Linked DNA regions of Gossypium hirsutum: region 1 is linked to region 2. The links are chromatin contacts, called in public Hi-C maps. All regions are on one chromosome and are shown on one strand. Each heading gives the region's core, a stretch centred on a gene start, on an enhancer-like site or on the middle of the called end of the contact. The rest is flanking DNA. Distances are from core to core; before and after follow the strand shown.

Region 1 (6,251 bases), core at 3,597-6,096, 210 kb after region 2:
TTAACAATGTGAATGAAAAAAAAGTTAAAGCACTATTTGAATCCTCAATTTTTTTCCAATTTAATCCTAAACTTAGTAATTGTTTCCATATTGAGACTTAAACAATCTTTTTCCAAGTTAGTATTTGAATTTGACAATTGCTCACACATTGAGGATTGAACTTTAGGTTTTTCAAGAATTTATTAAGGATTAACTTGGACAAAAGAAATTTAGACTTCAATGTGAGAACAATTGCCAAGTTCAGGACTAATTTGAAAAAGAAATTCAAGCCTCAATGTAGGAATAATTGCTAAATTCAGGGGCTAACTTGAACAAAAAAAGTTTACCAAGTTCAGGGGTTGGGGGCTAAACTTTTTTTTTTCTAAGTTAGCTCATGAACTTGATAATTATTCTCATATTGAGACTTGAACTTCAAGGTTTTTAAGGTAATATCAATGACTAACTTGGACAAACAAAGGTTATAGCTTAAACGTGAGATTGTCAAGTTCATGGACTAACTTGAAAAAAAATTATAGATCCGATTCAAACACAAAATATTAATTTAACCAAAAGAGTCTAGGAAAGCTTTATCTTCTATTTAAAAAATTGACCTGATTCCATTGAATTTAGTCAAAACCGAAAGTAATTATGGGTATCAACTATATACATATAATTATATATATAAAGTGGTGGCATTTAGTGACAAAAGCTATTATGTCATTTTTGACAATGGAAATGAAAGTGTGATTTGAATCATTCCTTCTTCAAACAGGTCCACTCAGTCTGAAGAAAAAAACAACTTCAAAGTGTACGATGTTATCCGAGCAAATCAACCCTAGATGCCCATGTTTACACTATATATAAAATATATTTTTTTGTGTTATGCTTTATTTTAATTATATTTTTCATGTAATATTCCTTTTTTTTTCAAGGTTTTTCATGTAATATTCATATCAACGTGTATAGGCTTTTGATGGTAATGTTTGGGCTGAAAATAATTCATTTTATACACTATCATCACTATATATATACTGTTTCATTGAATTTAGTTAATAATTTTTTCTTTTTCTTTTTTATTTGTTGCTTTCACTATTTATTTATTTTTTAAGTATTTGTTTTTAATGCAAATATATCACACATAAATATGATAATTTCATTTTTCCAAAGATTTTTCAAATAGATTAATTTTAAAAAAAATCAAATATACCAATCCTAAACACATATCAATAATATCCAATATTCTCCCAAATAAAATTAATAGTTCTTCACTCTTTCTAGCCAAATAATTATTTTACTTATACAGGTGATATATCTTGTCTTCACCTACCCTAGGGAAAAGCATTATTGCAGTCGGCACTACATACATATACACATTTTTAAAAAGAATATATATTCATGACCATCTATTTATTTTAATGCATGACAGCCTTCTTTTTATACATAGAGTACTATGTTTGCTTCTTAATTTCTTCACGCTCTCCTCGACCCTTCAAGCCATATGCTATTTATACATCAAATTTAAGAAACACTGAATCAGACAAATTCATGGTCCCCTTCTCACACATTTCCTTTGATTAGGTAGCTCTACAATAACTCATTCGATTGATTTATATAGTGAATTCTATGATTCTTCTTTTAATCTTGGATTAAAACAAATTAAGTAATATGGTTGGGCCATGAACATGTGTAGTTGAGCAGCAATGGTCCCCCCTGGGAGGCATGATGATAACAAAGAGTTAAGGCTTTGAGAAAAAAAAAATACAGTAGGAAATTGAAGGGCGATGATGATGAGAAATGAGTGATCATTATAATCCATTTACATTGTACGTTCCGATTTTAGACAACACAAATTTAAATGACGGACAGACAGCTAGATTTGTGGGATTTATGACAAGCATTAAGGTTTCATTTACCATACATACATATATATAACATTATTAAGGTTTTATTTACTGATGCATATATGTCTATATATATATACTATGAAAGAATTCAAAATTAGGGTATAAATGAGACACTAATATTTATGAATTATTCGAGTTTGATTAAGAAATTTAAACTCGATTTGGTAATTATTGAGCTAAACTCGAGCTTGAGTTATTAATAGAGTTGAATTTGAGCACCATAGTACTTGATTCAAATAGTCATCAAGCCTAACGAGCTTTTCGCTTTAAGAATTTCAAAAATTAAAAATCAATTAATCCCCTATAAACTTTTTATCAACTTTTTACTAGTAAGACCCTTTGATCGACATTGTCCATTAGGAATTAAAGGCAATGCTGACATGACCATTAACAGATGTCATGTCAACCAATAAAGATTGACATGGTGATCCTCGTCAACACTAGATGCTAATGTGGCACTGCCACATCAGTAAAATAAAAAATTTCAAAACAAAATTAAACTTTTTAAAAAATATCTAAAAAGAACTTAGACAACTGATTATCCAGATTCATTTGATTTTGGACATGGTGTCCATATTCATTTTAAAATTATTAAAAAAACGAATTTTTTTATAAAAATCATGAAAAGTTAATTCAAAACATAAAATTTATAAAAACATAAAAATGTTATAAATTAATTAAGATGGTAAAAAATCATAAAATTTATTGAAAGTACATGACAATTATAAAAAATCATAAATTGGATCTTTTCATATACATTTGGTATTTCAAATCAATTATTTTTTCATATAAATATATTCAAAATTAAGATAGATCATTTTCAATTGAAATATAAGAATGTGGAATGTAAGTATAAATTAATGGCATTAAGTACACGAACGTATATAAGAAGTTAAACAAAATTTAAAATATTGAATACTTTTAAATTGAAATAACTGGAATTTTAATATATATATATTATGGTTTGATTGTAAATTTAATGAGCTTTTTATAATTCTTTTATGTTTTCTTATAGTTTTTAATTATTTTAAAATTTTTATAATTTTAATAATTTTTTTAATTTTTTATTCTAAACTGAATCTTGATAAATAGGTGCTTGAATTCAAATGAAAATGAATAATTATTTGTCTAGATTCATTTTGATTTATATTTATATTTTTTAAATTTTTTATTTTATTTTCAGCAATCAGTGTCGATTTGACGTCTATTAACGATCATGTCAATGTTTTTATTAATTTTTTAATGATCAATATTGGTCAAAAGGTCTTATTGGTTAAAGTTATAACATAGATGTTCAATTGGATGCACAAAGTTGGGAGAGGCTTAATTGATTTTTTTTTTTGAAATTCTTTGAGGACCTTTTATACTATTAAGCTATTTTTATATTGTAAAATACAATTTTACCCCTATTATATAAAATGATGTTAATTACGAACAAACTCGAGCTTGAATATGAACAAGCTTAATCAAGCTCCAGTTTGAACTTGAATATAAAAATTATTAAATGATCTTAATTGAGCTCAAGCTCAAATAGTTGGATTATGTCTCGACCCCAACTCGTGATTAAGAATTGATGTTGGAGTTGAGCTATTGTTACCAGATTCAAGCCTTAGGTGCATTAAATATGTCACCTTCTATAGAATCAAAATAGTATTGTAGCTTTGGTATGAAGGGTAACAATCTGAAAGGAAATGTTGTTGTAGCTAATAAGCTAAGTGAAAATTTAAGAAACAAGTGAAGGAGAAGTGAGAAGGATAGTGGCAAAGACTCATTATATATCATACATAAGGTGGAGAATCTAGGGAACAGAGGAGAATGAGAGTCAGAAAGCACAAATGCCTCCATTCCCACCCCTTGAGGTTGATTACAGCACTCCAGCTCAAGTCTTGAAACTTATAATCCTTCTGGTAATGCTGATGCTTCCAATTCTGATAACGCTAATGGGTTCAAGCCTCCCAAATCGCCATGATTGTTTTAGGTTGGAACGTAAGGAGATTCTGGTTGACTCTAATGTCGTATCAGTGTCACCAATTCACTAAGAAATATGAGATTACTGTTTGCTTTTTAATGGAGACTATAAACAAGGTAACCTTTTTTGTAATGCTTTAGCTTTGAAATGGGGTTTTGATTATGTCGATAGGACTTATAGTATAGGTCTTAGTGGTGGCACTTATGTAATAAAAAATGCATTTTCATCCTTTTTGTCTTCGTATTTTTATATCATCTTTAAATAAAACTAGGCCTGATCATGGGTCAGGTCATCTGCCAAATCCCGAAGGCTTACTCGAAAAGGGAGAGTATTTGGGCAAAAGTATAGGTTCGAAAAATGGATTTAGACAAAAAATAAGGCACTAGATCTTGGGTAGAATTTTTATGCCCAAGCCCGGCCTGAATCAGCTGTTTTGTTATCATTTCGCTATTATATTGCTATTATTATTTTTTTGTTATTGTTTGAATATTGTATAACTCTTGTTTTATTGTTAATTTTGCTACTATTTTAGAGGTATTTGCTTGTTAAGTTGCAACTATCTTAGTGTTATTTAAGTATAAATATTTTTTAATGTTTTTTCAATTTGATTTATTTTAATGTTTTTAGTGTACTTGATGTGTTATATTTTTAAAAATTTTTTATATAAAAAATAATCTAAAAAATTTAATATGGACAGGCAGAGTCAAGCTCGATTTTAGCTTTTTTAATTTGAATCGAGTTTTAGTAGAATTTTAAGTCCATATTTTAAGCTGGACCTAAAAAATTTAAAATTTTGTATCAATTCAACTTAAATCCAACCTGACCTGACCCATAATCAAGCATAGGTCGAACTCACATCCTCCCAATGCTGTTGCAATAGCAACAAAGTGAATGGATGTGAAAATGAAATTGGCCCAAAATGAAATTTGAAAAGAGGACAAAAAAAACATTGTTGGACTATAAATTGCCCCAAAAATCTTAGCCCAAACCACAAAATAATCTAAAATGTTTTAGATCATGAAACCCAAAAATTATACACGAAATTAATGTTCTCCATCAACGAGTACCAAAACCTTTAATGCCTGAGCTCTGTTATTCTCAAACAACAATTCTCCCCCAAAAAAATGAAATTGAAAAATTTCCTCTCGATTCCAATTTTTTCAGTGTTTTTGGTGATGGGTTTTGTTTATTATATCACAGTTTTTATTTTAATTGAAGATTGGGTTGGTTTGCAGACCTCAGCTGGGTCTTTAAATTCCATGATCTTCACCACCTTGGCTTGTCTTTGTGTCCTGTCTTTCCTCGTTGGTGTCCTTACTGACCCAGGCCGTGTTCCTTCTTCTTATATCCCTGATGTTGAAGATGCTTCTTTTGCCTCAGATCAAGAGCCAAAGAAAAATGTAAGATTTCCCCCCTTTCTAAAATTTTGTATTGAATCAAATAGTTTCAGAGAAAGTTTTGAATTTTTGGCCCAATTAGGTTTTGATGATATTTGGGTTTTCCTTATTGACTAGGAAGATTAGGGAATGAATATGAAATTTTGGGTCTTAATGGTAGATCTTGGCTTTTATTTCCAGTTTCTTGAAATTTTGGGAAATTAGGGTTTTTTTTTTAAAATATACTCATTTACGTTTTTTATTGGATCTAATATTGACCCTTAAATTTTCCGTAACATGTAATTTGCCTATGGTTTTATGGAAATTAATAAGAGAAGATTATGTTTGTAGCAAGAGAATTTTGTAGTTGATAATTTGTTGATGCAAAGATTGTTAGCCCATATCCATTATAAGGTATTGTCCGGTTTAGAGGTCTAAAGATTGTCCTTTGAGAAAAAGAGTCTCAATAGGAAAAGGTGACTCGCATTATATCAATGGAGGATCATTATGTACTCTTTAACTTCAGTGATGGATAATTTAGGTTTTAGAATAAGAATACTGTGACGTATTGTTCGTTTTAGAGGTCTAAAGACCGTTTTTTGAGAAAAAGAGCCTCCACAGGGTAAGTATAACTTGCTTTATATCGATGGAGGATTGTTTTACTGCTTGGGAAACAAACTTCGTTATGTAATCTGACTTCAGTAATGGATGATTTAGGTTCTACAATCAAAATATTGCGACAAATGTGCTGCATATAAACCCCCGAGGACACATCACTGCCGGGTTTGCAAAAGATGCATACTAAGGATGGTAGGACATTATCTTTAACCAATTCTTGTACGAGTAAAAAAACTTCTTTGACCTTGAAACTTTTGATAATGGTTTCGAATGCTAAATTGAGTGTAGGATCATCATTGCCTGTGGATAAATAATTGTGTTGGTTATTGGAACTATAAAGCTTTCTTCAATCTTATACTTTATGCAACCATTGGTAGCATCCACTCCTCAGTATGTATCATTTTC
Region 2 (6,271 bases), core at 3,696-6,195:
AGTCATGACGCTACAGTTTTACAGCAGAAAAAGTACAAACTAATTCAAGAAACTTGAATTGCAAAGCAAAGAACACCACAACCTTCGTCTTCTTCTTCAACTGTATCTACCAAAACAATAGACCATGAGAAGTATTAGTATAATGAACACTTAAAAGAAAGAGAGAGATCTCCAAATGTATGGTCAAAGATTCGCTTACACTGTTGTGGTTTTACATAGACTTCATCAAACATCTTAATCCCATTCCACAACCCGAACAAGGGGTCCAACAACGTTCTTAATATTGAAATTAGGGTGCTCCCACTCCACTGCTTCCCACCAATCTAATGGACGCACTTGGATTCTCTGGAGAGATTTAGAAGGAGATAGTTCTCCTTCATCATCAATCTCAAGCTGTGGAAGATATAGAGGAATCCGCTTTAGCTTTGGACAATCACTTATTGTAATGGATCGGAGAGAATCACAAACCATTACTCCATTTTCACTACAAATGCGCTGCAATTGTACTAGCCTCCACAATTCTAACCTCCTCAGTTTGGGGAAAGGGAATTTGATGGTTTCATTACTGGAACCCAATCTTTTTTTTCTAGGATTCTGTTATTATTTCTTCCAAATCACTATAATGCCTAACATCCATCACTTCCAGGTGTTGTTCCAATAGGGTCGGAAGCGTGTAAATTATTGTACATGTTCGGTAAATTATACCTACATCCTCGGGCACTAACACCAGATGATAACTTTACTATCTTTAAAATATTACAAACAAATAGAATTCCTTAAGAATTCTCAAATGGGAGAAGAAAGAAAACTAAGAGAGAAAGATTGGTTGGGATGGTGTAAATGAGAAATGGTTAGGCTTATTTATAGTTGAGGTTTAGGGATTAACTTGCAAATGGCCTAAAAAATTAGGGACCAAAATTGCAATTATTCCATTCAACTTTAAACAACTTGCCTACCATTTTTTCCTTTCGGTGCCACTTGCACCTCTCATTTTTTTGACTTTTCAACACCCCTTTTAATTTGACTTTTCAACACCAGGTTGCTTAGAACCCAATCAGCTGAAAACAATTTCTTAATTTTGTCGCAATTCCATAGAGTGATCTCTTTGAGGGAGGAAAATCTACCGACTGATGATTCTCCAGCTCCAACTTCAACTATGACTTTCAAATTCTCTAACTCAATTAGATCCAGAGACTCGAGTTTTTGAAGCTGATCACAGTGGGATGAAATTACAGATTCCAACTCACTACAACCACGAAGTTCACATTTTTTCAAATCAGTTGCATCCCTCAATCCAATATCGTTTATACTTCTCACACCCCTGCACTCTAGTAGACTTAATTCCTTGATGCCGTATGGAAGTATAATTTCATCTCCAACATCAATTTTAATCCCTTTAAATCTAACAACATTACTAAATACCAGGGGACGAACAGAGGTGATTTCAGAAACCAAAATGGAGAATTTATAAAGCGTTTTTCTCTTACTTGCAAACGTGTTCAAGCCACACAGGTTATGGAACCAGCCCTCAAAAACCTCCAACTTATTCAATTCCCTCAACTCTTCTGCGCTTTCCAATTTAAAATGAATTGCCAAATACTGAAGCCGGCATAGTTTTGAGAGTGTTCCAGTAGGAATCCCCGTTAGACGAATGGTACGTCTAAGATTGAGATATCTAAGATTCACCAACATTTCCAAACCTTGAGGGATTTGCTCGATTCCACTGCCTCCAAGATCCAATTCCTTCGAAGCTTGAAGTTTCGATAAACAAGGCAAACTCTTTAAATCCCAACATCCTCTAAGTAACAATCCTGTGAGTTTCTCCAAACTAGAAGTAGAATTAGGCAAACTCTCAAAACAATTACGTGAAAGATCAAGAATCTCAAGGTTAGGAAAGTGCTCAAAGAAAGATTCTGGAAATTTCAGGCATTTCATGGTTTGAGGAATTTTTGAGATGGAATTTTCCATTAAAGAAACCTTCTCCAAATCTTCACCCCATTCCTCCATGTTTGCACCTCTTCCAACTGCATACCAGCTTTTACCAGAAATCTCTTCCTTGTGATATGCAATGCCATATATCTAACAAGATCATGCATTTTTATACATGACCTACCCTGAACCCTTTCTAGCAACAGTTTTCTTCAAGCTTTTGCAAAATGGAATGACGGCTACCCTCCATTGCTTTTCTCCTTCCCATTCCATCTATAAGCCCTTCTTCCATCCACTTTTCAATTATCTCATCTTTATCGATTTCATCATCTTCAGGATATAATGCACAATACAAAAGGCAATCTTGGTCTATTCGTTGCAGACGGTCATAGCTGAACTATAAACATCCATACACCTTATCTTCCATATCGTTGATGTTTCTGATGTAGCCTCGTAATTCCTGTATAGGATATTCCCACATACAAGGATAGGATTTTCCCCTCATATAACCAGCCAGTGTGAAAACTGCTAGAGGAAGTCCATCACATTCCCTCACAGCAAGATTCATTAATGATTCTAAAGTTGGATTGGACAACATGTCTTGTCCAACTTTGCTTAAGAATAAGTTCATGGCTTCCTCCATAGAAAAACAAGGAACTTTAACTTTCTTAAATCCCATTGATTCAACAACCCTTTCTGAACGTGTGGTCAACACTAATTTGCATCCATTATTTGTTGTTGGCTCAAGGATTCCAACATCCTCAAGGGAAAAGCTTCTCCATACATCATCCAATATTAGCACATACCTCATTTGTCCTCTCAACATTTCTGACAATTTCCCTGCACGGACGATTGTACTTTTGTCATCTGACAAGTTTCTCTCCAATTGAGAAGCGATGTCCTTTTGCAGCTTTCGAATATCGAAGACTTGAGATACAGTTACCCAAATCAATGTTCTATTTGTTCTTCTTTCTGAGTTATTATTCCATTTGTTGTTGCAGTAAGAGTTAAAGATAGGAAAATGGAATAAGACAAGCAGAGTAAAGTCAACAAACAATATTTGATTCGCTTAAACCTATTCTATTATGTTATAATGGATAATTACAGCCTCTAAGTAGAGCTCAAAATGTTAAAATTACTCTTCTCAATAACTTTATTTATGTTCAATAGAAACTATCAAATAAAAACCTAAAAAGAGAATCGAAAATATATTGAGAACACAATACAAAAATGACACTTACACTATATTTGGTTGGGGAAATGGAATAGCATTCTCCTTGTTCATTGAATGGTAAACCATTCATTTGTTTGGTTGAACATAATATTCATTCAATTGAATGATTATTATTCTTCTATTACTTGTCTTTCCGTAATAGCTATTTTTTTATTTTATCAAAAATGACTATTCCATGCAACATTGAATAACAAAAAAAAAAGCTTTAGATTAATCCTTTAAAACTTGGACTTAGAAAATATAAAAAATAAAATATTTTTTAAATTTAAAATAAAATATTTTAATATAATTTAATATAAAAATAATTATATTAAAAATATTATTAAATTATATTTAATAATAATTATATTAAAATATGATTAATAAATAATCCTATTAAAATGTAATAACAACAACAATAATTAATTACCTACAAAAAAATTCTATTAAGGGTATTCTGGTCATTTTAAGTTTTTTTTCTTATGCTATTACAATAGTCCATTCAACAAACAAAAGAATACTATCACAATTCTATTCCATTCCATTCAACTAAACAGTTGAATTATTGATTAAAGCTGATCTATTCCATTACAACGAACCAAATGTAGTGCTAGGCTTTATTTGATAAACCATTGAAAATTAATTTTTTATGCATGTTTGATAATCCAAAATTAAAATTTTTTTGATAGAATATTTTCTATAAAAAAAGTATGGAAAATAATAAGTAGATAAGAGTAACTTATCACTTAATAGAGAATATTTTCAATTATTTCAATTTTACTTTATATTTATTTTAATGGTATATTATCTTATAAAAACTTTATATTTAAAATTTTAATTTTTGTTTAGAATAAGGTGAAATGTTTAAAAAAATAAAGATAAAATGTAGAATATAAATTTTTTATAATTTAAAATCTATATTTATCAAACAGTCTAACTATATTTCGTAATTAATTTTAAGTAGTATATCAAATAAAATTTATAACCTAAATTCAGTACTTAAATTTTCAACACTTGATTTTTTTTAATTTATCAAACAACACCTTAAAATGCACCATTCAATATGCGACACAAGCAGCCTATTTATAAGCCTCACCTTTGATCATCAAAACCAAATTTGAGATATACATCTCATTCAAATTTAAGTTAAAAATATCTCGCCGGTTGAGTCTTAATTCGATTAACATAAGCATTGCTATCAATGTAAAAGGACGTGAGTTTGGGTATATTGTATGTTCACTAGCTTAAAGTTTTTTAATTTTTTATTATATTATGTATATTCATTTTACAGTTCCTATTCAGAGTTTATAACTGCTCCTTTCAACAATATCATCTTATTGGGAATGAATTTTTTTTTAATTCAGTACAATTTTGAAAAAGAAAGAAAGAAAGTATTGGAACTAATTTATTTGAATAGAGAATATAAATGATATAATTAAGATGTGTGATCTTATCAATTATTTTAGTTTAACAAATTTGACCCGATTGATGCACAAATAAAGTAATAAATAATTTGTATTTAAATTTTTAATTAACATTAATTTTGAATTTAAATTTTATTATAGAATAGAAAAGTAGTAATATTTTTTATTATTCAAAAATCTAACTCTACTCATTCAAACCACATACACCTTTTATTACAAATATTTTTTCAGAATTTGGATTTTTCTGTTTGCATATACCTAAACCCAACGAATATTTTTCAAAGTTTAAGCTTTTAGAATGTAGCTTTAAGGCATCATCAACTCAACTTGATTCACAGTGTGAAATTATGGTGGATTGGTTGACCAAACTTGGGCTTGAAATCCTTGAATAAGGCCCCCATTTATAATTGGTCTAAGCCTACGGGCCTAGTAAGCCACTCATCCTAAATGAGTATAAAATTTGTTCTGTAATTCTTTACTTGATAAAAATTGATAAAAGTATCATACGTTTTGTATTAGAAGTTAAAATGTATTTTGTTCCCTCAAATAAATTAGTAAATTAATCTTTATACATTAGATCAAAGAGTAAATTAGTAATTTTTATTAAAAATTTCATTTATTTGTACTGTTAAAAACAAGCGTGCATAACCAAATAACCAGACAATGACACATGGCGTGCCACATGCACGTCATGTTGACATATAGAGACCAATTTTTAAAAGTAAAAATAGATGAGCTTTATAACAAAAATGACTAAGTTGCTCTTTAATCTAATGTACAAATACTAATTTACTATTTTTTTAATAGAAGGGGCAAAATACAACCTAACTCCTATTACAAGGGTCTCCATGGTACTTAGAATTATTAACATTTGAGTATATTTCTTAGATGTAAGTTAACATGAAATGCTTGATGGATTGAAAATCAATCAAATCCTTATTATACTTGCATTTGGTTCACATTATGTAACATTCCACAAGAAATCTCACATTTCTAAACAATATCGAAATATAAAGTATAATCTTAATACTTTACATTCTTTAAGCTATTTCAGATTACAGGTGGAATTAAAAAATTTGGATAAATTTACCCTTTTTTTATTATTTCAAACAATTTCATTCTTTTTTCTTAAATAAAATTTAAGTCTAATTAAAAACAAAACCCTCTCTTTCTCTTAACAATGAAACCATAGATGTTTTTTTTAAAAAATTATAATTATTATATGTACTATTAGTATGTTAATTATGATCAATAAATTATGGTTAGTGATATAATTACTTTTCTTAATTATTGTAATTATTATTTATAAAATTATTTCAAAATATAAGATGTAATAAAAATAAGACTTACCATAATTTAATGAAAAATAAGACTAAAAAAGTATTAAAGGAATTAAATTTAATGTTATAAAAACAAATTCTATAACAACAATTTAGTAAAATATTTTTTTAGGTAATATTATACTCCGTCAACCAAACATTAAAATATTACATTCCAACTGAGTGAACCAAATAAGGTAATATAACATAATCGATATTCCATACTATAATCTTACATTCTCGTAATTTTATTATTAAAGGTAATTTACATTCTTTAAATTAAACACACTCCTAAGAGGAAGGGCGAAATAAAGAATTTGATATGAAAGGATCGGAATAAAATTATAGAATTTTGGAGGCAAAACTAAATTTTTTTGTTTTGAAAA

The links. A called contact is a pair of places that touch in the nucleus more often than the background predicts.
Region 1: a Hi-C map of leaf shows a contact between it and region 2, with 3 times the contacts expected there. The contact joins the promoter of LOC107937175 here to the enhancer-like site in region 2. A contact is called at or near these places in 18 of 34 Hi-C or Micro-C datasets (anther, callus, cotyledon and 4 more).

Annotation. Positions count from the first base shown.
Region 1 is chrA10:111,006,926-111,013,176 of Gossypium_hirsutum_v2.1, forward strand. It overlaps LOC107937175 (probable protein S-acyltransferase 15), which reads left to right and starts at 4,847. Exons shown (of 7, transcript XM_016870019.2): 1 at 4,847-5,252; 2 at 5,946-6,038; 3 at 6,135-6,236. The coding sequence starts at 4,977. LOC121207712 (a long non-coding RNA gene) reads left to right here. Exons shown (of 2, transcript XR_005902833.1): 2 at 1-936.
Region 2 is chrA10:110,796,531-110,802,801 of Gossypium_hirsutum_v2.1, forward strand. It overlaps the pseudogene LOC121208099. Among protein-coding and RNA genes, the nearest start is that of LOC107934532, 15 kb to the left of the region's middle. Within about 2 kb of position 4,946, at least 4 of the 9 cell types and tissues checked have an H3K27ac peak or open chromatin away from gene starts, as enhancers often do. A contact at or near this core is called in hypocotyl and leaf, where this site is marked.